3 separate regions of the Cricetulus griseus genome follow, and regions 1 and 2 are each linked to region 3. A link is a contact called in public Micro-C data. All regions are on one chromosome and are shown on one strand. Each heading gives the region's core, a stretch centred on a gene start, on an enhancer-like site or on the middle of the called end of the contact. The rest is flanking DNA. Distances are from core to core; before and after follow the strand shown. Region 1 has its middle 14 kb from the start of Ffar4. Region 2 overlaps Cep55 (centrosomal protein of 55 kDa). Region 3 has its middle 52 kb from the start of Lgi1.

Region 1 (4,333 bases), core at 1,738-4,237, 230 kb before region 3:
GGGAGATTGACATCCAGAACATTTTCTAAGAAAATTTTTTTTATATGGACCTATCCTTTACATGACTACCCAGAAATCTTCAGCTATTGCTATGTGCTCTCTAAGGCTTTATTTAGGACATACCTTTAAGTTCAAGGTCAGTCAGGTCTACATACAAGCTTCTGGCCAGCCATGGCTCTATAGTCAGGCCCTGTTTATAGATAAAAATTAAAATTTAAAGTTAAAAATCAGAAATAATGAAGCATCTGAGTAAGTCTGGCATGGTGGTACATTCCTGTAGTCTCAGCACTGGGGAGTAGAGGCAGGAAGATTAGGAGTTCAAGGCCAGCCTCAGCTACCTAGTGATTCAGAGACCACCTTGGTCATGTTTGGGAGGGCCCCTCTCTCAAAAACAAAACAACAAATAAGACAAAGAAGAAAAATTAAATGTTGAGTAAAAACCATTTGTTAAACCATGACAGAATACTCTTCTTTCCAAATGATGCTGCAGAAAAATATTTAGCTCCACATAAATGATTGCAGCATTGTTTATAGGGAAAAGGGAAAAATTTGAAAGAATGAATCACTATCTTTTTAATTATTTTGTAATTTTTTTGTAATTTATTATTATTATTATTATTATTATTATTATTATTATTATTATTTTGGTTTTACAGGCAGGGTTTCTCTGTGGCTTAGGAGGCAGTCCTGGAACTAGCTCTTGTAGAACAGGCTGGTCTCGAACTCACAGAGATCCACCTGCTTCTGCCTCCCGAGTGCTGGGATTAAAGGTGTGTGCAACCGCCACCCAGCTACTAAATTTATTTTATGTGCATTGGTGTGAGGGTGCCAGAACCCTTGGAACTGGAGTTGTGGACAGTTGTGAGCTGCCATGTGGTTGCAGGGAGTTGAACCTGGGTCTTCTGGAAGAGCCTCTGAGCCATCCCTCCAGCCCCATACCCTCTTTTTATTAACACACACACATTACCATCCTATGCAGAAGATAAGCCCCCCCACACACAAAGGAGAATAGTAATACTATTCATCTAGAATGGGGGATTCTGGGTGGTGCTTCATTCATTTCGCCTTTTTCTTTTCCTTCTTTGTATTTTCTGCACATAACAGACGTTACAGTTGTTATTGTTTGTGTATGTGTGTGCTGTCTGTTCATGTACACTTGTGTGCAGGTGCAAGTGTGCAGGTTCATGCTTGCAGGGCACACATTCGGAGGTCAGAGGACACCTTTCAGGTGTCAGTTTTCTGGGGATCTTGGAATCAAATTCAGGTCCTCAGATCTGTGCGGTAGGCACTTTTCACCAGTGAGCCATCTCTTAGGCCCAGGTATCAACTTTTGGTGGAAGTTTTTGTTTATTCATTTATTGCAAAATGTCACATTTAAGCTGATTTCACCAACCAAGATGCAAAGTGTGCATAGGGACAGTGTAGTCCCTTACATCTGACTCTTTCAAATGCGTTTTAATGCCAGGTCTAATTTGATTTCTACAGCTCCAGAAGATTGGACCACAGTGTCATTTCTGTAAATCTCCAAAGCTAACCTGGCTAATTACTGGCAACTGGGGACAGCCAGATCCCCAGGGCCATTCATGGTTCTCAAAGGCTATCACAGTGGATTGCGAGCTCATGCTTGCTTTTGGATTTGGAGAATCCATTTTCTGTGCCACGTCATAGATGTGCCAGCTGTACTCCCTGCTACCCGGAGTCCATCACTCCACCCTGCGGTGGTGTCAGCACTGGAAACCTGTCCTCCCCGATCCCTGTCCGGATTCCAGACATGGGAGACTCCAGCCCCGCCATTGAGAGCCTGTCTTGGAATCCTGCCAGAAATGTTAGAAGAGTTTGTGGCATGGGCAGGGGGCAGGCAAGAACTGCTGTGGCCTCGCTTCCCCTGTAAGACTTGGTGTCGACACAAAGCCAACCCAGAGGAGGAAGCAGGGTGGTACCCAGACAAGTCTTTGGATAGCTCAGCCCAGATGTGCCTAGAGCAGATCTGCCCGTTGGACTTTGTGCTCACTTGTGTCTCTGAGACAACTTTACTTCTTTTTCCTTCCTTCTTTCCTGCCATTCTTCTTGCTTCTCCCCCTTTTTCTCTGGTTTGATTTTGTTGGGGTGGAATTCCTGTTAGCTATCAACAGCACCGTATTTCCTGAAAAATGTATTTTGCAACCTCAGTTTTCTCTTTAGACTGAGGGCGATAACAACATTCAACTTCTGCACAGGCTGTGACACTTTTGTGAGTCAGTATTACCATGATAAGCGCGGAGCTTATTGTGTATTGAGCGGTCAGTAAATGCTGCCCATCACTTCTAAGGACTTAGGAAAAGCTGAATTCAGGAAAATGTTCCTTTCTAAAAAAAAAAAAAAGAAAGAAAAAAGAAAAAGCAAAGGCAAAGGCAAAGGCAAAGCAGAGCCTCGAGCATGAGAAAGGAGGTTAATGAGTTCACTAACAAGCTGAGAGTTCAGGGTTTATGGCTTCGGAGTCACCAACCCCACCTTTCTCACACATGTGCATGTGTATACATGCATGAACACACACGCTCACCCTCTCAGGATCCCAGGTGGTGCTGGGTCGGGGGGGGGGGGGGGGACCCGAGCCACCACATCAGCAGTCTTTTAGAACAGCAGGAGGATTGGGCACGGAGGATGGGAGCTGCAGTGGTTGGCAGTGCCTAAGCGGTTGGTTTTGCAATACAGTTTGGAGAGAAGGAAAGTAATCTAGGGGAGAGTTAGCCTGGCCTCAGAGCCTCTGCCTTGCATCGGCTGTAGAAATAGAGGACACAGTATCGGCACTGGGGACCTGCTCGGTGAAGATGGGTTGTTTGAGCAGGGCGACAAGAGTATGATGAAGCCAAGCCTCTCAAAGGCTCTGTCTGAACCTCAGCCAGATGTTAGCACAACAGGACTGAAATGGACGTGAGCTGCCACACGCATGCAGAGGAACACACTGTGGCTGTGTTAACAGAGAAGGGCATTCTGTAGTTCCTAGACTCTCCAGTGGGAGGACTAGAGGACTGGCCTGGAGCTAGCCCAGCCTGAGGCAGTGTCTACAAGCTGGGGCTGATCTAATGCACACCTACCTGTTGCTTGTGTTGCATTTCTGGATGCCAGCAGCCCACGATGGTGTCTGTGATACCATTCCTTGCATCTGTACACATCTGACTTCCTCATCCTCCTGAACTGTCCATCTCTTGCAATGTGGCTGAGGGCGAAGTTCAGGAAAGGGGCCATGCTGTAAGGGGATGGAGAAGCTAGTGTTGACCTTGTACCTTGAGGAGGCATTTTAAGTATGATGTACACCCCACAGCCAAGTATCTGTATTATGTATGCATGCATACATGGAGTAGGCATGTAACCTGTGTCTGGGTCCCCTACCTAGGTCCCTTGGGATTTTAGAAATCCAAGGGCCACCATTCAAGCCACTACCAACAGCAAGAACCCCGGTCGCCTTTTTTGTCTGGCTTCCCTGAGGCTCTATTAGAAGCCACCAAAGCACTGGCTTTAGAGCCCTTGTCAAAGTACCCTCAAAGATAAATTGGACGTTAAGCATAAGCCACAAACACGAAGCAATTTTTAAAAAGATTCTGCTGGATGGTGGTGGTGCATGACTTTAATTCTAGTACTCGGGAGGCAGAGGCAGGTGGATCTCTGAGTTTGAGGCCAGCCTGAATTCCTACAGAGTGAGTTCCAGGATAGCCAGGAACACACACCAAGAAACCCTGTCTCAAAAAACCAAAACAAAACAAAAAGCAAACAGTCAAACCCAGAATTTTTCATTCTTATGCATATGTGAGTGTGGTTTTAAGTGAATGACTCGTGTGTGCAGGTACCCACATGGGCCAGAAGGGGTGTGTGTGGACAGTCTGACCAAGTGCCGGGAAAGGAACTTGGGTCTTCTGCAAAAGCAGTGAATGGCCTTAAATGCTGGACTATCTCTCCAGCTCCTACAAGCAATTTTAAAAACTGGGATTGGATTTACCTTAGATGAAATCCAGTTTTGGGGAAAGGTAGTGAGGATAACTTGCCTGCAGTGGACTCCTCCCTGGGAGATGCCGGGGACACAGGATAAAGCAACGTAGTCCAAAGTGGCCGAGTCTATCAGAAGTTTCAGCTGGCTAATTGGTGACACTTGTAGTGGTTCTCACATTGTGAAATGCTGCATTGGTCTGCACCTGCCCACATCCTGAAGGATGACACTTCCAAATTCATCTCTGCTTGTCATCCGTGCTTGTCTGTCTCCTCAGACTGACTTCCCCTGTGTACTGTTCCACCCAGCCTTGCTTTTCAACTTCCAGTGTTTTCCCAGGGTGGTGGAAATGGGAACAGTACTATGGAGTTG
Region 2 (4,051 bases), core at 464-2,963, 250 kb before region 3:
CATGCATGAGCCCTTCACCATTTCTCAAACTGCTGCTTCTCCTCACTGTGGCTGGAGAAGGAATACCTTTCTGAGACCTTGCTTCTGTTTTATATACTTCCCTAATGTTGGGATTAAAGTTGTGATTCTCTTTTAGACTGATTCGCTCTTGTAGATCTAGGTGGCCTTGGACTCACAGAGATCCATCTGTCTCTTAATCGGGAGCCCTAGGATTAAAGGTGTGAGTCACCATTGCTTGATCTCTATAGCTTGAGGCTGACTTTGCTTTTCTGACTCTTCAGTCAAACTTTAATAAATCATAAATAACATATCACTACACATCTCAAATGCCAGTCATAGCCCCCACCTCCTGATTCTTCATTTTATAAGCTGAAGAAATGTTGAGGTCTCATTTGTAGGAATATGTTTGGAGTTTTAATTTCTTGGGCTGTTACAAAATCTATTGTGCCTTAATGTTGTTTGTTACAGGTTATCTTCAAGAGGAAAAGAAAAAATATGATCATCTCTTAGAAAATGCCAAAAAAGATCTTGAAGTTGAACGACAAACCGTAACTCAGTTGCGTTCAGAACTTGATGAATTTAGAAGAAAATATGAAGAAACTCAGAAAGAGGTTGAAGATTTAAACCAACTCTTGAGTTCACAGCGGAAGGCAGACATAGAACACCTGGAAGAGGACAGACACAAGACAGAGAAGATCCAGAGACTCAGGGAGGAGAGCAGCATCTTCAAGGGCAAACTGGAAGAAGAGAGGAAAAAGTCTGAAGAACTCTTATCTCAGGTGAGCCAGCCGCTGAGCTCTCTGTTCTTCACACTTCAACCAAGGGTCAGGGAGCCCAGAACACTGGGCAGCCAGCAAGGAGCAGAACAGTCCCTGCCTCCTTTGGGCATTCCTATTTTAGCATGGAAGTAGATCATAAGTTAGTACCTAAGTCAATGGATAAGCTAAGGAAAATAAAAGAAGAATATGTGAGATGAAGAAACAGGGTCTTGGTGGTCTCCTAGAAGTGATGGTGTTTAGAGACTTGATGGCGGGATCCTGCATAGTGATTCTCTGGGAATTCCCCTTCAGTGGAGGACATCACATGAGTGAAGAGGTGATTATGTGAGAAGTAAAGGCAGTGAGAGCTATCCAGTTGATACCTTGACTGTACTGTTGAGTGTGCTGATGTTGTGCTCAAATGAATTCCTAATGCACCTTAGAAAGAACATAGAAACCCATAGAAAGAACAGTGTTTGGAATTCACACTTGGGCTCTAGACAGAGTACGTGACCTGTCTTCTGACTCACAGCCTTCACTAGTCAAATGAATAATAGCCTCTACTTGCCTCGTAAGACTGCTGTATGGGGCAACTGAGTAATAATAAAGCTCTTTGTAAACTAAGTAGATGCCAGTGGAGATTATTGTTATTGTCATTGTAATTTGTAACATCCTGCAGAAGTTGAGAGCTGAGGAAGAGTCAGTAATCTTAATATTTTCTTCCTTCATCTTGACTTTGCTAACTTTGACTTGTAAGTATGGGTAGTGACATTTGGGAAAGGTTAAACAAAAATAAGTAAATTTTGCTCTTGCTCTGTGTGTAGACAGGGCACATCCCTCTTTGTTATCCTCTGAAATGATGGCTGATAGCAGAGCCTCCAGGAAAGGGGGTGTGGCCACACAGAGCTGTGTCCATCACTCAGTCTGTATGCTTAGGGAACTTAGTCAGGATGACACTGCTCATCCTGCTTAAGTAGAAGGCCTCAGATAGCCAGCTGCAATGAGTCATTGCTCAGTAGGAGTTGTCCTGGTTAGAGGTGGGAATTGTGACATAGGTTTCTCATCTATCACAAGTCTAGTGAGGAGAGGCAGGTGAAGTAATGCCAGCTCTCTTTGTGTCCTCCAGGTCCGCATTCTTTACGAGTCTCTGTTAAAGCACCAAGAGGAACAGACCAGGGTAGCTCTGCTGGAGCAGCAGGTACTTACTGTGGATGCTCGAAAGTTCGTTGAGCTGCTAAAAAACAGAACGTCCCCTGGTATTTATACTGTTCTATGGAGAACTACTTGAAAGGTGTAAACCAAAATGTTTTAAAAGACTAACACACATTTTCTTAGAGACTCTGTACCATTCACATATTCTGTATCTGTTCTTAGCTTAAACCAGATTCTTAGAGGTGTGGTGGCAGCTTTCCTGACAGCTTGGCTTTGGCAAATGTTGTTCTTCCATGACTATAGTTCCTACTCTAGCCTTACAGGGTTTTTCACTAGGTCACTCTGTGAGTTCAAGCAGAGTGGACACCTGTTACGATAAATCTTTCCGCCAAAAGCCACCTGAGCCCCACTGCCACGTGTGCGCTTTATGCCAGCTGCCAGCCCGAGTTAGGGCCCAAATTAATGCACAGAGAGACTTGTATTAGGTTCAAAGCTGCTTGGCCAATGACTAGGATTCCCATCTGTTAGCTCAGTCTCAATTATCATAAATCTATATATTTTATAAGATTTATCTTATCGGATGCCTTATTGGCGTCCCTCCTTGTTGGTGGATCACATTGCACTGCTGGAGGAAGAGCGGAGGGGAAAAGGGGACACTTCCTGTTTTCCTTGCTAAATATGAGTCTCCTTGCTATGTCACTTCCTGCCTGGAACACCACTTCTCTACTACATTTCCCAGAATCCTCTTTGACTCCTAGTCCTGCCTAACTTGCTGCCATTGGTCAAACCGTATTTTATTCAACAATCAAGATAAACATACACACAAGTACATTCCCCATCAGACACCATTTATCCTTAAAATGTATAGTAGAATTTCTTAATGTATTTCAAACCAGGGAGTAGCCATCTCCCACTTCCCACCAAAAATTCTAAGAATGTGAAGGAATAACTCCAACCAGTAACTTCTTAAGCTGCCTCCCACTCATCAGTACCTTAGGTCTTGGCTTTGCTAGTTCATAAACCAGCTCTTTAGCCATAAACTTCATTTACTAATAATTTTTTGTTTTGTTTTTGAGATGGGATTTCTGTGTACAACAACCCCAGCTGTCCTGGAACTAGCTCTGTAGATCAAGCTGGCTTCAAACTCACTGATCTGCCTGTCTCTACCTCCCAGCACTCAGACTAAATGTGTGTGCAACCACTACTTGGTCATTTACTAATAATCTTGCTGTGCTAAGATAAGTTCTTGATAAGCAGACCCAGCAAATATTCTCTTGTGCTGATAAAGACTAAACATTTGTTGCTGAAGTTTTCTTTTCCCACCAGGTCCTGCCGCCCTTTTCAGCTCCAAATAAACACATAGATACTATATTAGTTATAAAACTGTTGGCCAATGGCTAGGGCTTCTTGTTGGCTATCTATCTTAATTATTTATCTGTTTCTATTAATCTATGTATTTCCACGTGGTCTTGGCTTACTGGAGAACGCCTGGACCTGTTACTCCTTTCTGGTATACATGGTGACCTTTCTGGTTCTTCTCTTTCCTAGAATAACCCTTGTCTCTTTACCCCACCTATCTTCCTGCATCTATTGGCCAAACTATTTTATTCATCAGCCAGTAAGAGCACATAGTATACGGAAGGCCATCCCCCATCAAACATTCAATGAAGAAAACTAAGTAGGATCTACCAGCTCTAACTGCCTTGTCCTGATATATTCCAGATGCAGGCATGTACTCTAGACTTTGAAAATGAAAAACTTGACCGCCAGAATATGCAGCACCAACTGTATGTGATTCTTAAAGAACTCCGAAAAGCTAGAAGTCAAATAACACAGTTGGAATCCTTGGTGAGTTTTGAATGGCTAATATAAAACTTATTATTCATTCTTCTACCTCCCCATTGATGTGTCAGCTCAGTCCCCAAACCAGAAATACAACTTAAAATGAACTTTATCTCAAATCAGTAGTTGCCCCGTATGTGGTACATAACCTTACAACATCAATCCAGGACTTTAGAAGGAGGGGCGTTACAACACTCTTGCTCATAGTTACTTTACTGGGGTCTGGGATCATCTCCTACCCAAGCTGGCTGCTGCCATTCTAGAGATGCCCAACAGTACCTTGCATAGAAAGTAGAAAA
Region 3 (4,584 bases), core at 1,390-3,889:
GTCCTAGGATTGAACTAGGTTGTTAGGTTTGGCAGCAAGCACCTTTACTTTCTGAGCCAGCTTGCTGACTCCTGTTCTGAGGTTTCTGTGAAGATGGCAAAGACAACAAAATGACCAGAAGGTAAAAGTGAATGGAGGCTTGCAGGTGTTAAAAGGGATGTGAGAGATTATTGATGTTTTGTTGCTGTTGTGCCTTAGGGGGATTCCAGAGTCGGCTAGTAGATTCACAGAAAACCAAGCGAGTAGCAAAATGATGCGGTCATTAACTTCATGGGAACAAAGTCATGCAAGCTGAAAGACAGCAATAATTAGCAGGGACTAATATTTATATATTTGCAGTGTTCTAAATACAGAATCTATGTGTGTTCTTGTTTACATGTATATATGTGTACACAAGTTCACATGTGCTTGTGTGTGTGTGCTCGTATATGTTAGGGTGTGTGCACGAGTGCGTGTGTGTGTGTGTGTGTGTGTGTGTGTGTGTGTGAGTGTGTGTGTGAGTGTGTGTGTGTGTGTGTGTATGTGTGTGTGTGTGTGTGTGTGTGTGTAGACCAGAGGGCAATATCAGGTGTCTTCCTCAATTCTCTATGTTATTGTTTGAGACAGGTTCTCCCACTGACTGACCAGTGAGCCCAGGGCATTCTCCTGCCTCTGCCTCTCCAGCATTGGACCCATGGGTAGGGCTGCCAAAGCTGGTTTTCTCCTTTCACAGGGGTGCTGAGGATCAAACTCAGGCCCTTATGCTTAAGTGGCAAGCACTTTACCAGTTGAGCCATCACCCCAGCCCCTAAGTACCAGTTTTTAATTTAACACTAGTGAAACTTAACTAGAAGCCAGCAATACTAAACACTCACTCTGAGCTAATGTAACTGCTCCCGTGGTTTAACCCATTCAGTTATTTCAGATGCCTATGAGCCCTTTTGTCAGCATCCTGTTACGCAGGATAGCTTGCATGAGTTTCCTGAGGGCGCAGGACTGGAATGTATGTTTTAGCAGCCTGTACTCAGAGGACCTGCTGTTCGTACTATTAAGCCATCTCATCCCTGTCCTGTGGAAAGGAGGGAGACGGGGTGATGACTAGGAGATAGTGCCTAGAGCTAAATCTTCATCTACTCTAATAATAAATCAACAGATGCACAACCAGAGCAGATAATGCAAGGAATTTCAGCCCATGCATACTCCTCCATTTAGACAACAGAAGTAGGTATCATTAGAAACTGATAAAACAGCTGAAAGTGCCTGTCTCTGGAGAAGGAGGCTGGAGAGCAGTGGAGGAAGGGACTCCTGCTATTACTGGAATTTCTTTGTTTAATGAGGAGGGTCATTTTTTGTCTGTTTTTTGTTTTTGTTTTTTTGAGAAAGAGTTTATTTGTGTAGCCTTGGCTGTCCTGGAACTCGCTCTGTAGACCAGGTTGACTTCAAACTCACAGAGATCCGCCTGCCTCTGCCTCCTAAGTGCCTAAAGGCATGTGCCACCACCACCCAATTATCTTGTTTAATTTTAAAAGTGACTTCCTTTTTCAAATAAATTTATCTTTGTTACATCTACCTATTGTGTATGTGGTGTGTGTGTGTGTGTGTGTGTGTGTGTGTATGTGTGTGTGTGTATGTGTGTGTGTGTACGTACACCTATCAGGGGTCCATTCGCTCCTTCTACCATGTAGGTCCTTAGGATTGAACTCAGGTCAACAAGCTTGATAGCAAAAACCTTTACCCACCTTGCTGTCCCTCATATGACTTTCATATAATCTTGAACAGCTTTTTAAAAGGGAAATTTTCCTGACAAAGAAAAAGCCACCAAGTCCCCTTCCCAACACACACACACACACACACACACACACACACACACACACACACATCCAGTCTGACTGTCTCATGGAGACCACTGTTGGCTTGATGGTGGGTTTGCTTCCTCATACACCTGAACCAAGGCTAGGATGCCAGTACCCTGTTAGTCATTGGTGACTGAGCCAGATGGTCACTGTTATGCTTATACTGAGGGCAGCATACAGACCACTTTATAACAGATCCATCTACTAAAAAGGCTCTCATGGCAAAGACAAGCACATCTACCCAGAAGTACACCCTTAGATCACACGCTTCCAACCTGCAGTAGACAATGTCATTACAGAAGGAAATTTGGCATGTATGACTGGCCCCCTAAATTTGGTCTATTTTAATTCCAAGATTTCTGGTTTCACTCCCTTGGAATCTTCTGAATCCTTTCCCCTTTACTCTCAGCTTAAAGGGTCAACCTGCGGGTGGAGAGATGGCTCGGCAGTTAAGGGCCACCTGCTATTCTTGAAGAGGACCTGGGTTCAGTTCCCAGCACCCACATCAGGTCATTGCCTGTAACTCCAGTTCCACCAGGGGCACTGACGCCCTGTTCTGCCCCCACACAGACAGCTGCATCCCATAGTGCAGATAAGCTCACACACATGCACATACATTTAAAAGTAGGAATGGTAAAGGGTGGGTGACTAATGCTGATATTGGAAACTTCTACATTCTCAGTTACTTCGTCATGAATGTAATGGCAAGTGAGTCACAGCAGTAACAACGATTACTACATCCTAGCAAGCGGCTTTGTCCTAAAAAGGCCCTTGAGTTAGAACAACCCCAACGTGTGGGGTCCAAGATGAAAAGATACCACTGCCTGACAACAAATCGAATAAGAACCAGAGCAGAGTTGATGATCTCAGACATTCTCTGACTGTGCTTTTGGGTCCTTCCCAGAAACAAACCATTAGCCATTATGATAAATGCCAGAATCATTCATCTAGGCATGAGAGAGCAACTCTACCTGGAAGATGCAATATGGCTCCACGCCATGTAACTTCATAATAGGGGCCTGGTACCTGTCTGTCAAAGGGTCCTAAAGAAGGGGAGGTGGACAACATGAAGCATAGCTTTTGGGGGAGGGGGACACAGCTCAAGAACAGGTCTACCGTGCCCACCACAGAGCTGCCAACAGAACTGGCCAGCCCATGCATGCAGTTTCAATGACTCTATGTGGTAGTGTGGACCTCTACACTCCAAGAAACAGAAACTAGACAAGATTTGCCTAATGTGGACAAGGAAGTTTTGGAAAGACAATGTCTTGCCAGAGAGTAGTCTGGGGATCTCTTCCAAAAACAGAGTCCCAGGCTACCTAGAATGATATTAGCCTTGCTGAATGTTTGCCAAGGTCCAGCCTCTGCCCGATGAGAAGGATGGTTGGGGGGGGGGCAAAAAGAGTAGGGAAGGCACCCTAGAGCACCCCAGTTCATACAATGAGAGTCTGTGGTAGAGGTTGTTCACATCACAGCAGATCAGAAGGCAGAGTAAGGACAGACATCAGATGGCGGACAGCCCCTTCAAAGACCCTCTTCTGACGACCTTCCACCAGCCAGGGTCCACCTCACCTTCTGGTGAGCAAGCATTCAAAAACATAAGCTTCAGAGTCTGGACATAGCAACTCACGAGGGCTCAAGTAAGATGTGAACAATTCAGTCACCTTGGAACAATCACACAGCTTTTCCTGTGTGCCCAAACAGAGTCACAATCAGGACTATCAATATCCTACTGCCCCCAACAAAGAGGGACGGCATAAACACTTTGCCTTCCTTTTCCCCATAGTCCTTCAGCTTCCCTTCCTATTATAAAGAGGGGCAATTTTCTGACCTATGCAATGGGTCACACAGTGAGAGAGCTGGCTTCATAGACTAGCCTAAAGGGCCTCTTTCTTAGATGATTATTGTGGAGACAAAGTGGTTGAATTTGCAGCAAGTCTCCATCTCAAGTACAGGGAGCAAGTGACACAAGGGCCACCACTACTTAATGCCTGTCCTGTCATTAGGTGTTTCAGAGAAAACGTGACTAGCTTTGTTCCTGTTCCTGATTAAACGAAAGCCTTACTTTCATGTGTTACTGACTCTTCCAGGAGACCTGTGCGTTAAACGTCTGGTTTTTGCTACTCACTCCCAAGCTTTCCCAAAGCTCTCCCTGGAGCTGTCTGGGGATTTCTGTGAAGTAGGAATGAGAAAGACTGGTGGAGAGAGCTCAAAGTCGGCTAGAGGATAGCCTAGGGAGGGGGTCAGTGGTGTTCCGAAAGCCAGGGGTTCAGAAAAGAGCCCTACAAGGAGGGAGAGTGGGTGGGAATGGGGTGGGGGTGGGGGTGGGGTGGGCACATTTTGAGAAGTGTGTCTGTGGGTTCCAGACCTTACACCATTTAAAAACATGTCACTGGACCATGTCCATCAAATGTGTCTTCTTTGGGAATAGACTCCATGAATCATAGTTTCAACAGGATTAGGGAAAAGGTTAATATAATTCTGCTGCTTCCTTTGAATGAGAATATGCATGACTTGAGCAGGTTATCTTGTACCTCAAGAGAAGCCTGGAAAATTCCCCAGCTCACAGGATCCTAAATAACCAGAAATCCAGCACACAGAATCCCAAACACTCAATGACACACAAATGTCCCTGCTCTTCTAACTCATGCTACTATACCAAGGTCTTCCAGAATCATTATTGCTGCTCAGAAATCCATGGAAACATTTCCTCTCTGTCTTCCTGGGAACATCCCTAGCCCCAGCCTTGGCT

What was found. A called contact is a pair of places that touch in the nucleus more often than the background predicts.
Region 1: a contact with region 3 is called in a Micro-C map of the CHO-K1 cell line, with 5 times the contacts expected there. The contact joins two enhancer-like sites. A contact is called at or near these places in 3 of 8 Hi-C or Micro-C datasets (the CHL-YN cell line and the CHO-K1 cell line).
Region 2: a Micro-C map of the CHO-K1 cell line shows a contact between it and region 3, with 5 times the contacts expected there. The contact joins two enhancer-like sites. A contact is called at or near these places in 5 of 8 Hi-C or Micro-C datasets (the CHL-YN cell line, the CHO-K1 cell line, the CHO-S cell line and 1 more).

The regions. Positions count from the first base shown.
Region 1 is chr3:23,697,610-23,701,942 of CriGri-PICRH-1.0, reverse strand. No RefSeq gene overlaps it. Among named protein-coding and RNA genes, the nearest start is that of Ffar4, 14 kb to the right of the region's middle. Within about 2 kb of position 2,987, at least 6 of the 6 cell types and tissues checked have open chromatin away from gene starts, as enhancers often do. A contact at or near this core is called in the CHO-K1 cell line, where this site is marked.
Region 2 is chr3:23,712,708-23,716,758 of CriGri-PICRH-1.0, reverse strand. It overlaps Cep55 (centrosomal protein of 55 kDa), which reads left to right. Exons shown (of 9, transcript XM_027407443.2): 6 at 469-779; 7 at 1,885-1,956; 8 at 3,633-3,758. Among named protein-coding and RNA genes, the nearest start is that of Cep55, 15 kb to the left of the region's middle. Within about 2 kb of position 1,713, at least 1 of the 6 cell types and tissues checked has open chromatin away from gene starts, as enhancers often do. A contact at or near this core is called in the CHO-K1 cell line, where this site is marked.
Region 3 is chr3:23,467,771-23,472,354 of CriGri-PICRH-1.0, reverse strand. No RefSeq gene overlaps it. Among named protein-coding and RNA genes, the nearest start is that of Lgi1, 52 kb to the left of the region's middle. Within about 2 kb of position 2,639, at least 2 of the 6 cell types and tissues checked have open chromatin away from gene starts, as enhancers often do. A contact at or near this core is called in the CHO-K1 cell line, where this site is marked.